Regions from separate parts of the Culex quinquefasciatus genome. Here region 2 is linked to region 1. The links are chromatin contacts, called in public Hi-C maps. All regions are on one chromosome and are shown on one strand. The core of a region is the stretch at or near the end of the contact, and the rest is flanking DNA. Distances in the headings are between cores, read along the strand shown.

Region 1 (2,627 bases), core at 34-2,533:
GCCGAGCGTGCCCAAAATCAGCCCAAATCGTTTCGCGTCACGACTTGCGTCAATCGCTCGCTTGCGGTTCCGCCGCATCTCGGCGTGGTCGTAGTGCTCGCGGGTGAACCGCTTCTCGTACGGATCGTACTTGTAGGCTTCGAGGGATGGGTTGGAAATCATGGCCGCCTCCAGGTGGAACCGACCGTCACCGAGGTAGATCAGGGTGCGTTCGTCCGGGATTCGAGGTGCGGTGCAGCCGAGGATTTCCCCCGGGCTAAGGGGTTTGGACTGGGGGATAACGACGTCGTAGTTTGCCTCGCGGAGTTCTTTGGCGGCTGCGTGCAGTGTCGCCACGAACTGGATTGTGCTGACCAGGGCAAGTTTGCGGTTGCCGTCGCCGAAGTTGAGCTTGACACTTTCTATGAAATGCAGCGCGTCGATTTTGATGTCCACGAACACGTACAGCACCTTGATGCCGGTCGTTTGGTCCACCGGAATGAGACAGCTGTGGCCGTAGTGCACGAGCAGATCGGCGCCGAGGGCTTTGGCCGTGTAGTCGTCTACGCAGCACGCACCGTACGTAACGTCGCCCATCACGATCGTGTCCGCTTCGGTGAACCGCTCGATGATGTCGCTGATTACCAGGGAGAACATCAGGAGACCTGGAAGAGCAAATCTGTTAGAATCTGGTCAAATACACTACCAAGAATTAAACTCACCTTCCGGCAGCTGCAGCGCCACCCGCTGGGCCTTCATCTCCCGGATGCGCCAGATGGTCTTGTGGATCTCAAAGTTGTAGTTCGTCGGCAGCACGCTGATAGCCGCATTCAACTCAACGTCGTTCAGCAAAGCCTGTGGAATCTTGTTCACAACCCGGGTTGCCCCCTTGAACACCTTCCGGACGGGCTTGGCCTTCACAATCTTTACCTCATCCGTCACCGGAGCAGCTGCAATGTCCGCAGGTTGTGCGACCTCGACCGCTGCCATGGCTAGTATGTGGTTACAACAGGTTCCACGGGTCGTCACTGTTTCTTGGTCCTCGTGGCGTTCGGAACGAAATTTGCAACACCTTCTCACCTTTCGAAGGTCGCCGCTGTATTAAGCTTAACCAGGTCAGGTAGACCTAACACGCCTTCAACTCTAACTTCGCACAGTGGATAAAACTCCCCGCGTCGCTCCGTTCCGCCTGCTGGACACTCCACTAATAAAGTTGGATTACGTGACAAACTGCACATGGGTTATGACGGCGAACAGGCGATTTACCTTCACCAACCACCCCACCACCAAAGAGACTGACGGCTACCTCGAACGACAACAGAGAGTACGATCAGCTGAGCTAAGAGAGGGAGAGTGTGTGAGAAAAGAAAACATCAAAAGGGAATTCGACTAAAAACACAATGGGATAGGGGAGAGTGGGTGGAGTTTACTGTGCGCTATCAAATTAAAATCGCAAAAAAAACATTTTTTTTAATTTTTTTAAAAACTTCGTTAATTGCCTTTACGCTGTTCAAAATGTGATTTTGCAAAAGACATCCATGTTGAGGAGGTTCTGTTTCAATTTTTATGCAGGCACGATTGAACTCATCTCTTCCTCTCTCCCCTATAAGAATGAGAAACAAAAGTAAAGAGAGCCAACCATGCACATGTGCGCACGCTCTCACGCAGTACTAGAGTAACAAGGAGTACTAGCTTTCTTGATGAAGTTTGGAAGTACGAGGCATCCATAAACAACGTCGATAGATTTTTACATTGTTGAAGTAAAACTTTATTTCGATCATTTTTGTAACGAGATTTTAATTAAGTTTAGTTATTAAATCTATTCGAACTGTGAGCTTAATTGAATTTCTAGATTAAATATTCTACAGGTTCTACATGAACAGGAAACCCGTAAGGCTTTCTAGTCGAAAATTTATTAACGCATTCACACCTCTGAGTGTCACAGATGTTGGGCATGGTTTTGACATTTGGGTGGCAACTAGGGTAGTATCAAAAACTTTCCAACTTTGAATTTAAAGTTTGAACTTTCTACGAATAGTCACCAACGCGAACTTTTAATCCAACGAACGTTTTTTTTTAAATTTAGAGTATTTTTTCTTTGTGTGTACAAAAAAACTTTTTCATGGCATAACATTAAAAGTACTTCACTAAACAGAATAAAATTTAATAGGGTCTTAGGGGTAGAGACCCTAAATAAGGAGACTGGTCTAAGCTTGCTAAATCGATCTGGCAACGTATGTTTTGAGCTTGGCAACACTGATAAGTTTTGCTGGGCGTAAAAGCAAATGCTCGTTTGGATACGTCAAACTTGTGTCTCTTTGGGTACGTCAAATTCACTTCGACCAGTCTCCCTTTTTAGGATCTCTACTTAGGGGACCCCAAAAGGAACAGAATAAGGCAGATCCGACCAAAATCGGTTCAGCCAGTTCTGAGATAATCGTGTGGAAAAAAAATCATACTTACACACATCCCCACAGACATTTGTTCAGAATTTGATACGTGAGTATATCTGAGAGGTGTATTAAAGAAGTTCATTTTTCGAGTGATGTTATAGCCTAGCCTCAGTGAGGTGGGGAAGGTAAAAATGAAGTTTTAAGTAAAATACATATTAGCGAATTCATACTGTATTATTGCAGTACTAATTAACC
Region 2 (2,627 bases), core at 81-2,580, 140 kb before region 1:
CTCCATGTTCTCCTCGGTGATGGTCGGATCGGTGATGAAATCGAACAGCTCCTTCACCGTCATCGTCGACACGTCCTTTTTCCGGAAAAAGTCGGTAATGTTGGTGCAATCTTTGCGGAGGAATTCCAGCGCGTGCGGGTGCTCGTGCTCCACCGACTGGGACACGTCGATGATGACGATCTTGCCCTCGTGATAGAGCAGATTGAACTCGGACAAATCCGCATGCACCAGTTTGCACTTGCTGTACATGGTCCACATCATTTCGACCGCGTCTCGGTAAAGCTCGCGAGCTTTGGAACCGCTTAGTTCGACGTCCTTCAGCTTCGGGGCTGGCCAACCGTCCTTTCCGATGAATTCCATAACGAGGACGTGACTACGGAGCAAGATTGGTTCCGGAACCGGAAGGTTGCACTTCTTCATCCGTACCAAGTTGCGCATTTTCGGCCCAAGTGCGGACCATTTTGCGGGGGTTGTGCTTGCTGTAACCGTGACGGAAGCGGAACTCACCGGTGACGTACTTGTCACGATCTTTAAAGATCAAGATGGAAGTCTTGAAGATCTTGATCGCGTAATCCATGCCGGTCTTAGCCGTCGCGTGATACACGTTAGCTTCCTTTCCTGTCGAGATGCACCCGTTAATCTCACAGATCATGTCGCGGTTCAGCAGCTTAAACAGAATCATCCTGGTCCTGGGATCCATGACCTGCTCAGCAGTAGCCCGATCTTGCTTGTCCTTACTCCTCAACCGGTCGCTCTCCGTCTTCCGCTGGTTCTCAATCAACGTATTCTTGGCATGATTCGGCAGCGCCAGCGGTCCCTCGTACTTCTCAACATTGATCTTGTTGGTAAACTTCTTAAACAACGCATCGGCCGGTTGAAAGTTGGACACCTTCTGGCTGGAACCCTGAACGTTCGTGTGAGACTGCTGCACATTTGCCTGCTGGTTCTTCCGCACGTTGTCCACATCCAAGCAGTAATACTCCCCGTCACTGTCGTCACTGTAATCCTCCTCTTCGTCATCAAACGGCTGATTCTCCGACCGATACCGCGAGTTGCCAAACAAGGCATCGGCGATGGCGACTTCGGTGGTCACAACCGGTGCGACGGGTTCCGGATCAGGAAGCTCAACCTTCTTCAGGAGATGATGTTCAGCGACTGGCTGACGTCCTCCACCGCGTCCTCAAACTGGGCGGCACTCATTTTGGTTGATTTTTCGGACCACTAATAACTTTTAACTTGATTTTAAAACTTAAAAATTCGTAAAACTGCTCATCGCGAAAATTCACGTTTTGTTTTGAAATCGCGCACGAGGTTTTGTTATTCTGGGCCGAGATCTGTCAGATTCTAGTACTGATTGGAAATTAGCACTGAGAAAAATGAACATCCCTATCAATTTTGACAACAGTAATCTAGTACTGCAGCAAAGACCGGTGTTGTTTTCGCTTCTCACTTCCACCTTGCTTCGTAAACAAAGACACGCGTGTTGTTCAAATTGCTTTACATCGGTTTGATGTAGTTTTTTCCCAAAAAATCAATTAAAGTTGATTCAAACAAAAAGCTTTGCTAATTATTTAAGCAGCAACAACATAAGTGCAACATGTTTGTGCTGGCCGAGCTAAAAGACACGGTGCGGATTGCCCCGGAATTGTTCAATCTCAAACTTCCAGAAGCCATCAAGGATGAAGTCAATAGAAAATTGGCTAACAAGGTAAGTAATTTATTTCTAATTATAAAAGGTTTTACCACGTCCGTGGTTTTACATTACGATAGAAAATTTTCTAATGTCGATATCTCAGACACTAATGGTCCGATTTTCAGTGTTAAAACATGAAACATTCGTGAAATTTTCTGATCTTTTCGAAAGCAGTAGGGTAGGGTAGTCATCAATGAGACACTTTTGGTTTTCAACTTTCAACGATTTTTCTAATTTTTCATCAGCATGTTTGAATGACCTTTTGTTGCATTTTCTTTTAGTGTGTTCTAACATTGACCAAAATATGAGATCGATCCGACATCTACAGGCAGAGTTATTCAACTGTCTCATTGTAGACGCACTTGGCAGGAACAATGAGACAGCTGGGGAACAATGAGACACTCTATGAAAATCAATACTTTTCTAGTAAACCATCATGTTTTTTTATTGTTCCGTAGCAGGTGACTTGCCTTGAACATTTTAGAGCAACTTTGCCAATATGAAAATTTAATTAACAAAAGTTATGCTAAAATGTATTTAGATTTTGTTAAATCCATATATTTACACCAAATAACTTTGTATTTTTGGTTAAATGAGGTAAAAACTCTAGAAATATGCCAAAAATCTTTTTCAATTCATGTTTTGGAAGATTTCCATAGATTTTGAAAAGTTTAATGAAGAAAATCGAAGTGTCTCATTGTTATCCATGGGCTGAAATGAGTGAGGAACAATGAGACAGCCCTAGATTCTGGGTATATTCTTAAATTTGGCCAAAACTAATGAAAAGACATTGTAGCCCAACTCAATCCCTAAGGAACGTCGAAAGAAATTTGAAGAAATATTAGTTTTGGTGTAAATGGCAGCCTACGAGCGAAAAAGTATTTTTTATCCAAAATTTACTTTTACACCCCAGAATCAAACATTTATGAATAAC

Evidence for each region. A called contact is a pair of places that touch in the nucleus more often than the background predicts.
Region 2: a Hi-C map of whole body shows a contact between it and region 1, with 6 times the contacts expected there. The contact joins the promoter of LOC6040050 here to the promoter of LOC6040039 in region 1. A contact is called at or near these places in 2 of 2 Hi-C or Micro-C datasets (both in whole body).

The regions. Positions count from the first base shown.
Region 1 is chr2:77,749,425-77,752,051 of VPISU_Cqui_1.0_pri_paternal, reverse strand. It overlaps LOC6040039 (2-(3-amino-3-carboxypropyl)histidine synthase subunit 1), which reads right to left and starts at 1,283. Exons shown (of 3, transcript XM_001849462.2): 1 at 702-1,283; 2 at 1-644. The coding sequence starts at 969.
Region 2 is chr2:77,892,832-77,895,458 of VPISU_Cqui_1.0_pri_paternal, reverse strand. LOC6040050 (serine/threonine-protein kinase RIO1) reads right to left here and starts at 1,330. Exons shown (of 5, transcript XM_038252372.1): 1 at 1,140-1,330; 2 at 441-1,137; 3 at 1-439. The coding sequence starts at 1,200. It overlaps LOC6040049 (DNA-directed RNA polymerase III subunit RPC8), which reads left to right and starts at 1,473. Exons shown (of 2, transcript XM_001849469.2): 1 at 1,473-1,708. The coding sequence starts at 1,598.